Regions from separate parts of the Mus musculus genome. Here region 1 is linked to region 2. A link is a contact called in public promoter capture Hi-C data. All regions are on one chromosome and are shown on one strand. Each heading gives the region's core, a stretch centred on a gene start, on an enhancer-like site or on the middle of the called end of the contact. The rest is flanking DNA. Distances are from core to core; before and after follow the strand shown. Region 1 holds the start of B230307C23Rik (RIKEN cDNA B230307C23 gene). Region 2 holds the start of Bace2 (beta-site APP-cleaving enzyme 2).

Region 1 (4,968 bases), core at 1,825-4,324, 640 kb before region 2:
CTGCACATCAAAAGCAATACTTGTATGTGCACACCAAGCAGTGATATTATAATTAACACAGCTTCCTATGGCCAGAGCTGCAGAGCCTCCCCACCCCCACCCCCACCCCCACCCCCACCCCCAGGGAATTCACATTCAGGCAGGTTCAGAGGACAAGGCACTTGGCCCGGGTCACCACAAGTACCAAAAGAAAGACAGTCTGGTTCACAGTCCATCACAGGCCAATCAGACTGGACTGGGATTGCTTGGCCAACCCCTTTACCCTGGTGGCTGCCACAATCACAATGGCATGGCTTGGGGTCTCCCTCACAGCTCTCTGATGAACTGCATCTGAGGAGAACATGGAACGGAACGAACCTGTAAGCTACCTCCCACTGCTGCTCCTCCTGATTGCTAGGCTGCCCAGAGAACAGAAGAGGCTCTCCTACTGGAGGATTAGAGATTAAATCACTCAGACAGCACAGGTCTTCCCAGCTCTGCCCTTCCATCCACCCTATGAGCAGACAGAGCCCTAGTATGGTAAATTTGAATTTTATTGGAATCTTCTACTCTCCCAGATGTGGATAACCCTTGGTACTGCTTCTAGGAATAAGGCAAACATTTGACACTGGGCTAGGACAAGGAAGTAAGTTTAATAATAATAATAATACAGCTGAGCAATGTGTTCCTACATCTTGTCATAAGTTGATCATCTTGATAAGACCCTGAATACAGTGAGCAAGGGAACTTCCTTTACACCTTTTTTCTTCCTGGATGACGATATTTATGCTTTAAAACTGACGCTATTCTTCTATGTGCCCAGGCAGTCAAGGCGGGTCAGGGTCTGTTGGCAGATTTCCCAGCCTAATGAGACATGGAACTATAAGAGGAGGTACTCCTGAGGTTCAAGGGAGGTACCTTTGGATAAGAACAGATATTCTGTGTATATTTCAGGAAATTGTTTCTGTTAGCTTGTAGCTTTGCATTCTACAGTACTGTGTGGGTATAAAAAGACTATGAAAAATAAACTCAAGGCTCTCGCTGCTGCTGCTGCAGTATTAACCAGCAGTCCTCCCAAATCTAACTATTGGCTTTGCATCTTCTTTCTGCCTTTCCTATCTTTAATCCTTGCTCCCTGCATCAGAGACTGACTCATGCTGGGGGTGGGGAGGTGAGGGGCCAGTACAAAAAAAGAAACTAGATTCAAGGATCTCTTTCTCCTCCATCCTTGTTTCTGTCCTATCTGGTGTTAGGGGGTGAAAGAGGAGGGGGTTGGAGTTGGGGGGGGGGAGGGGATTAAGTGTGTGTTAAAAGAAGAAACCATAAAGTAGTAAAGACCAGCTACACTGGTTAATACTAAAGAGGAGCCAGACGAGGATGGATTTTGCATTCCACATATGCTGCCACCCTTAAGTCTCTTTTAGATTCAGGTTCCAGGTTAAGTTCTGAACAATTTAAATATAGACTGGAGACTGCAAGTCTAGCCACTTAGACAGATGGGAAATTTACACAGCAAATATAACCCCGGGATCATTTCTTAAGTACACCAGTGCCCTAACACAGCAGGTTAGTGAGAGTGTCCTGAGTGGAAGGCTCCAGATGATGAAAAACACTGGAAAAGGAAAAGGTAGAAAGTAAAAAAGCTGGGGTGGGGAGGACTTACACAAGCTATGGCTCATGCTAAGTAAGCTTCTAAAGAATACCATCTTGTACACGATTGACATGAGGGAAAGGAAGGAGATGGGAGACATCTATGAAGTCAGGAGAAAGATGAAGAAACTATGAAGTCAGCAGAAGCATCATACAATGGGACACACTCAGGAGAAGTCTAATCAAATAGTTGCTGCACAAGGGGAAACTCAGTGTATCTGAAAAAATTTCTGACCAAGTCTCTCATGGCCTTGGGACTGATAACCACAACCCCGTACGGTGGGAAGAGTTGTGCTCTCAGAATCTGAAGCAACCCCTCCCAAAGGCCCTGGCCCCAGACTATTACCAGCTCTCCCAAGCATATTCCAGGTCTTAGAGAAGAAGCTCTGTTTTATCTCTATACCCAGAGCCTCAGGGAAAGCTCCCAAGGCCTAGGCCCCAAGCTGTGACTGGCTCTGCCAAGCATGTTCCTGGGTTTCATGAGGAGCTATGTCATTCTCCATATATGGAAACCTCAGGGAAAGTGTAACTTAGCACTCAATACAACAGTGTTTTGTTTTGTTTTCTTTTTTACCTTCTCACATGGTTGTCACTAGGCATCATCTCACCCATGTGGCAGAACTATGCTTTTCTCAAGAAGAAAACTGAACCTTTATGCCACACCAGGCCTTACTGTAGATTGTGATCCTGTAAGGCCCCATAGACCAGCCTGTTAGAGGCCTGCTCTTTGATATGAAGATGAACCTAGTGGATGGTAGTAAATCAAGTTTGTTTCCTTTGTTATGGTTTGGTGCCCAATTTCTGGACAATCCGGGTGAATTAACTTGTGTATCCTAGCAACCTAATCTCTAACAGCCCTAGTTAGCACATTACCTATCTGTGGGATGTTTTACATGCAGTCCACCCTCAGATAAATTCTACTTGGAGTGCCTTACTATCTCCTAAGCTTTAGTAAATCCTTTAGATCATTAATCCTGCACTTTTACATCACAGCTTGATATTGGATTGCTACCCAGCACATGAGATGTCTTTTACAACCTCCACAAAATTAACTCCAATGGATTGTCCACCTTAATGGCAAATGGTAAGAACAGAACTTGCAGAAACTAGTACTCTCTGAGTTTGGGATCATGCCAAAGATCTTTCTACACACAGGCCAAATGCTCTGCACAGATGCAGCCCCCACAGTGAAGTTATTCAGAGGCTACAGCTGGGTCCCCCAAGTGGCTAGGACCTCACACGTGGCCGCCGATTCCCATTCAGTCCTGTGAAAGCCCCACCACACCAGCTCGCGCTGCTGAGACCCCTGCTTCTCCCCATTGTTGGCAGTGACCCTGTGCTTACCATGTCGCAACTTCGGAGCTTGCCTGTGCACAATCCACAGCATCCAACCGCAGGAAACGGAGCACGGCACACAGAACCATTCAAGCACTCAACCAGGAAGCGAAACCGACACCACCGCACCCGGAAAACCCGCCTTCTCTTCTGACACGCAGGTCTGCCTGGAGGCTCTGATTGGCCAGTAAGTCTTGAGTGAGTCGAGCACCTCCCTTAGAGTTAGAGTGTGCTGAAGCCACACAGTGTAGAAGTTCTCAGACCAAGCTTCAAATCCAGGGACGACCTTTTCCAGATCTACAGGGATTTTCATTTCTGTAATACTTGTGCCGGTCCTCCAATAGCCTACCCTTCTGTCTCCCCGCACAGCCCCAGGGAGGAACCACCACTGCACCTATCACTGCTCAGCCGCTTGCTCCTCCCCTATGTGAACAGTTGACCCCGTGCTCAGCAAGTCCTTGACTTTTCAGCCTGAGCTTTCCTCACTCAGTAGACTGTTTGCCTTCCTCCTGGAATCAAGGTAGTTAGCTTGCATAGCTCAACTTGCAGTGGAGTTATCAATCTGTCCTACAAGCGGAAGGGTGCCCAGGATATTAACGATTAAAAAGAGATTTGGGGAAACAATAGTTTTGTTGCGGTTGGGATTCAGACCCGGGACCAGCTTCTGATCTGCATATATTTAACACACCAAAGCTGGCTGGGTGGAGCCATCCAGCAGCCGCGGGAGAACTGAGTTTACCTGAAAGGGGTGCTGGAAATGAAAAGATGGGGGTGGGGGGTACGCGAGAGAAGAATGAAGTCAAGACAAAGATTCTGATCAAGACTCAAAGTTTAATAATAGGCTTTACGTTTATAAAGGGAAAAACCACAAAACCCATCCCCTTCTTTAGCTGGAATATGTTGTAGAACAAGGTCAGCACAGGCAGCCAAAACAGCTAAGTTCCCATGGGAACCTGCAACTGCAGCCAAGACACATGTCTCTATCCAGCTTGATAAGGCCTGTCAAGATGAATGTTCAAGGTCTGCTTAGCCTGCTCAAGGCTGGGAAGGTTACAGCTGAACCTCCAGGTTCTCCCAGCTCTCCTCAGTCTCCACCTGTTACATAGCAAAGTTGGCAGACCCCACCTTGTACCCTGAGCTTTCCTGTCTCCAGAAGATCTTCCTATATAATCCTGACAGTTTGTACTCTTTGTCTCTCTGTTTCATTCTCTCTCTCTCTCTCTCTCTCTCTCTCTCTCTCTGCCTCCTCCTTCCTCCTTCTCCTGCCCTTCCCCCTCCTCCCTCCACTTCCCTCTCCATCTCCCTCCCCCCTGCATGCCTTGCTAGCTCCTTCTCCCCACCTCTGCTCCTTATACTCCCATCCCATAACTTCTCTGACCTCCTTGGGACTAGTGAACTCTCTGGTTCCTTGGGATCACTGAATCCACTAGAGAGCTACCCCCAAATAAACCCCCAAATACTCTAATTTCACTTGGGTTGAGTCCTTCATGCTGGGCTTAGGTAAACTGCAGCTACTTTTCAGCTGGTAAGTATGTGAACCCTGGAAGGCAAACAGGAACCAGATAACAAACCCAGTGGAGCACTATGGTTAGCCAACACATCTTCCTCACTGGGAAGCTAAACATTCATACACAGAGGCTTCTGCAAGGCCTCCCCACCCCAGCTTTTGTAACTTTCTGCCTTCTACTTTTCATGTCTTTTTCATCCTCTGGGACTTTGTACTTAGGAACCTGTCACTGATGTTGTTTCAGGACACTGGTGTACTTAAGAAGTAATTCTGGGACTATATTTGCTGTGTGTCTGTCTAATTGGTTAGACATGCAGTCTCCAGTCCATATTTAAATTGTTCAAAAATTAACCTGGGACCTGAACCTAAAAGGGGCTTAAGGGTGACAGCATAGGTGGAAATTAAAATCTATTCCCAGCTGGATCTTCTTTGAGCATTAGCCAGAGCTAAATACATGCTGCCATTAAAGAGATTTCTCTCAATTAATCTTTTGTGTG
Region 2 (5,021 bases), core at 279-2,778:
CTCAGCTGACACTGCCACCCACCCCACCCCCCTTCAGTCTGCCCTGCAGCCACTTCTGGACTGCGCACACAAGGACCCTGTACAGCAACCACAACTAACGTTTTGAGTAAAACACTCTTGAAGGTCTAAACAACCACAGAAGTTACTCTGCAGTTTCTCTTTTTAAAAATTAGCATGGCTCATCCTCTTAAAGTCTTGAATAATTTAATTAGAATTATACAAAAGTCATGAGCATGTTCTATTTATGGGTAATCACATCAGCATGACAACCCCCAACGACGATGTTAAAAATAAAGTGTCTTCATACGGTGCGTTCAACTTATGAGACAACTTGAATTCGAATTGGAGAGGGTCGGATCACTTCTGTGAGGCTTTTGTTTCCCTTGCCAGATTCCGTGCTTGGGAGCCGGTGTTCCCTGTCACTCGAAGTGTTAAATGAACATCGGCACAAGGCGGGGAAGAAAGCTGTTTGGACTGCGTTTGTTTTATCTTTGACTCGCTACGCGCTTGGTGTTCCCCAGCAGCTAATGGCATTCACATTCTCCAACCCCCGCAGGATGCATGCCTTGGCGGGTGCACGGCTCCCAGAGGCTGGGCAGCCGGACAGCTATGAGGAAGCCAGCAAACAAACTCCGAGGAAGGAAGACGGCTGGCTCTGCCCTGCAAAGAGACACTTTGGAACCGGGTGTCTTTTAGCTGAGCTCATGGAGAAATCTCTTTTAAAGGGTACTGCGCCTTGGATGCTGTCCAAGAGTCTTTTTAGCAATGAGACAGCATAGAGATGGTATCAACTCCAGTGATTTCCCTGCACCTAACAGCACCTTTTTCCAAGACCCCACCCACCACCCACTCAGTAGGTACCGCTCTTGCTGGAAGGAGGCGTCGCTCCTGGGCCCGAAGCATGTTACAGGTTCCTTCAGCTGTCAAGCTCCACGGGGTGGGGGAGGGCCACCAAGTTCTGAAACATTTGCTCACACCCCCTGAGCTGTGCTCCGGCAGAGGCTGCGCTCCCTGGTGCGTCCCTAGCGCGCGCCTCCACTCCTCACCCAACCCATGCATCTCCCTGACCCTTCTTCCCAGTGAAAGCTACTGCCTTAGGGACGGCATTAAATCGCGTGGAGTCAATTCACAGAAACTACCGCCCCCAACCCTACCTTCTGCGGAGGGGTCCCGATCAGCATCTCTAGGTAGTAGCCGCGGCCAGAGTCCCCCTGAAGGTTGTCCACCATAGCCAAGAAGTTGGCAGTAGCCCTGACAGGCTCCAGTGCGAGGGCCAGACCATCGGCCCGGGGCAACTCGGGGGTCCCGAGTCCGGGAACAGCCGAGGCTCTGTGGTTCGTGGCCCGGGCCACTTGGAGGGGCAGCGTGAAGGGCGCGGGGGCCAGCGCGGGGACCGCACTCAAGAGCCACTGCGCCAGCACCGGGAGCAAGAGTGCTCGAAGCAGCGCGCCCATCCCCGCAGCGGGGGCTCGGCGAGTCTGCGAGCGCGGTTCTGCGGTCCTTAGCCGGCCGGGGCGGGGCGGACAGGGAGGAGGCTGGAGAAGGCGGTGCAGAGTTGAACAAGTTCTCAGTCGCTGCCCCCTCTGGCGGCCGCCTCCCCGCAGGCCCTGCCCCTCCTCCGTGGCCAAGGTCAAGGATGGGCGCGGGTCGCGCCTCTTCCCCGGGAAACTGGAGTGCAAAATTTCCCCGGAACGTGCCCGGGAGGCCACGGCTAACGGATATGACGAGGCTCAGCTTAGAGCTGCTGGAAAGTTTCGGGAACCCTTAAAGGGGCAGCTAAAGCGCAAACTGGCTTTCTGGTCCTGCGCTCAAGGAACCCCCGGGGGTCCACTGTCCCTGCAGAGGCAGAAGTGCCCTTAGGACTTAAGGCTCAGAGCGCGGGGCAGGCAACTGTGAAAGAGTGCACCTCTCCGCTTGCCAAGCGCACTCCAACAGGGTCTGGCTGCCTCTCGGAGCTTCTCCCACGCGTGGTTCTCCCCTTCCAGCTCCTTAGGAGTTAGCTGGTTCTCTGAGAAAGGATTTGAAGTATGAATGGAGGCTGGGGGCGCTGAGAGCCCCAGGGATAGGGGAAGCAGGTGAGCAGATTTTGAATTTCTGAGAAGGGATCTGGGTTATTGCTCCTTCCTGCTTACCCTCCCCTGAACCCAAAACCACAGCTTGAGGAGGTAGATTTGGGCCTGGTCTTCCTGGCTTTCCTCTTGTCCTTAATGCAGATCCAATTCCGCTAGGAGCTGAGCTCAATCTCCCAGGGATTCAGTCAGTCCACCAAGATAGTGAATTACTATCAGGGTCCCAAATGAGGCTGCCATCCAGCCTTCCCCCTCTTTCATCCTCCCACCAGCTCTCCGCAGATTATCTAATTAATACTTGTTTAGCCAGACACCGAAGCCGCAGAAATGCATTCAGAGGGCTATTTTATTTCAGGTACTGAACGCAGGGGGGACAATTACAGCAGCTAAACTCATCGATTTTTTGCTGAATCAAGGAATAGGAGAAATCTTTGTGTCTCCTCCAGCTGAATTATGTTGGCTTTTTTTTTTTTTAAAAAAAACAAACAAGACCATCTTCAAACAATGGAAAGTAGAAATCAAGCGTCCCTAATCCTTAACCGGAACTTCCAGATACAAGTGTCCATGCTTGTTCCCTCCTTTCCAATGTCAGAATCCTTTCTTGCTCTACCAGGGACCTTTCTGTCCCAGATCTTCAGCTGTTCTACTTTCTAAATGGTTTTGGTTACAGGTTGCACTTTTCCCCCCTCTTAACTCTATCCAAGCTTCAAGGAATCCCCAGTCACACGAAGGCAGGCCTGATTGAATTCCAGGATAGAACCTAAATTGTTATTGCCCATAAATCTGCATAGTTATCGCGAGCTCTTACATTCATATATTCACATTTAAATTCAAGATTGTAAGGAAAGGACAATTTAAAAAGAGGTAGTTATTTACAAACCCTGGTGTTCAGTCTTGAGGGGTTGGGGACCACCCAGACAGCTCTCAGAATGACAGCATCCTTTTGGAAGCACATGGAATTTATCGAGGACATCAACTCAGGTGCTACAGGATGTATAAGGTATAAGGTCAATATTAAAGACATTTGTGCTCTCTAAGGTTAAAAAATAAACACAGGGGAAATCTGTAAAACTCGGATCTAGTTAGTGTTTTTATTTGAAAATCTCTATTTCATGTAGCATGGCTATTCCAAGCTTTCCCTGGCAAAAGGGAGGTGTATAAACAACTGCATAGAGACAGGATCAAGAGCACATGCCGTTTTAATGAGTGGTAGGGCCATCTTGTCAATAAAGTACTGGTCGGGCCCTGAAGTGGTAGCACCAGATTCCTTGTCTTCACTCTGTGTGGCCTTAGCATTCTCCTGCCTCATTGCATTCACAACACTTCCTGACATGGGGTGCCTCAGTGGCACCCCCTGGAGATAGCTGGCTCTGCTCACTGGAGCTCTTCTCACACCATGACTTCTCCAACTTCTGATTCCAGGACCCAGCTACACTCTTACAAGTGACTGAGGGCCTCAGTATGTTGATCTGTATTTAACAAACTATGACTCCAAAATGAGAAACATTAACAATTAAAATAAAAACACACCTGGGTCCAATTAGTAAAGTGCTGACTGTGCAAACATGAAAACCTGAGTTTAATCCCAAGCACCCATTTATAAACCCAGGCATGACAGCGCTTCCCTGTAATCCCAGCAACCTGGAGGGCAGAGAGAGGCAATCCCTGGGGCTCACTAGCCAGCTATTCTCATCTAATTGTCAAGTTCTAGGTTCCAGTGAAAGATCTATCTCAAATAATAAAAAGAAAAGTGGACAGCTCCTCTGGTGGTTTGAATGAGTCTGGACCCCATAGGCTCATATGTTTGAATACTTGTTTCCAAATTGTTGGGTAGGATTGGGAGGTGTGGTCTGTTGGATGAGGTTTGTCGATGGCTTTGAGGTTTTGAAAGCTCACTCTAGCCCAATCCCCTTTGCCTGATGCCTTGGGATTAGATGTAAGCTCTCAGCTGTGGCTTTCAAGCCATATATATAGTGCCTGCTGCCGCACGTATGATGGTAATCATGGGCTAACCCTCTGAAACTGTAGGCAAGCCCCTAATTAATTGCTTTATCTTACAAGTTCCCTTGGTCATAGTGTCTTTGTTTGTTTGTTTGCTTGCTTGCTTTTTGAGACAGGGTTTCTCTGTGTAGCCCTGGCTGTCCTGGAACTCACTTTGTAGAACAGGCTGGCCTCGAACTCAGAAACCGGCCTGCCTCTGCCTCCCGAGTGCTGGGATTAAAGGCATGCACCACCACGCCTGGCCTAGTGTCTTTTTATAGCAATAAAACAGTATCTAAAATAACTCCTGGGGACCATTACCCAAGTTCAACCTCTGGCCTCCACAAGTACATGCACATACCCAATGAATTTACTTGCACACACACAAAATAAATAAATAAAATAGCAAATATATCATGGTGACCAACTTCCTCCCGTGTGTGTGTGTGTGTGTGTGTGTGTGTGTGTGTGTGTGTGTTTCCATGTATGGGCTCTGTGCTCATTCATGTGCAGGTCCCAGGTTGATGTTGGAAACTATCCTCTATTGATTACTATTCCTTATTCATCGAGGTAGGCTTTCTCAATCAAACTCAGAGTTCGACTCTATGATTACTCTAGCTAGTCAGCATGCCCTGGGAATGCCCTGTCTCTACCTTGAGTTTAGAATTGGGGGAGGGGGGACTGCCATGCTTACCCACTCTTTTACCCTTGCATGGCAAGCACTTTAACCACTGCACTGTCTCCCTGGTCCCAACTCAACATTTTAATGAAGATTATATCGTTGGGGTAGGGTGGAGGTTACTGCAATGAGTGGCATGACACATGTAAAAATTTCTGTTAATATCAGGATTAATAACAGCCAGCTAGATCCTCCCAACTATGTCTGCATTTGGTCTGTCTGCCTCTTACATGTCCCAAAGTTCCTGCAAGTCTGGAGTTGTAAAAGGGCAAAGTTTACTTTAGTGTTTGTAT

The links. Promoter capture Hi-C pulls out the DNA fragments that hold promoters and counts their contacts.
Region 1: a contact with region 2 is called in a promoter capture Hi-C map of stem cell-derived epiblast-like cells, with 2.4 times the contacts expected there. The contact joins the promoter of B230307C23Rik here to the promoter of Bace2 in region 2. A contact is called at or near these places in 2 of 39 promoter capture datasets (liver and stem cell-derived epiblast-like cells).

The regions. Positions count from the first base shown.
Region 1 is chr16:97,995,442-98,000,409 of GRCm38.p6, reverse strand. It overlaps B230307C23Rik (RIKEN cDNA B230307C23 gene), which reads right to left and starts at 3,074. Exons shown (of 4, transcript NM_001362093.2): 1 at 2,974-3,074. The coding sequence starts at 2,976. It overlaps C030010L15Rik (a long non-coding RNA gene), which reads left to right. Exons shown (of 5, transcript XR_001781957.2): 3 at 2,623-2,713; 4 at 2,959-3,484.
Region 2 is chr16:97,353,235-97,358,255 of GRCm38.p6, reverse strand. It overlaps Bace2 (beta-site APP-cleaving enzyme 2), which reads right to left and starts at 1,528. Exons shown (of 9, transcript NM_019517.5): 1 at 1,155-1,528. The coding sequence starts at 1,454.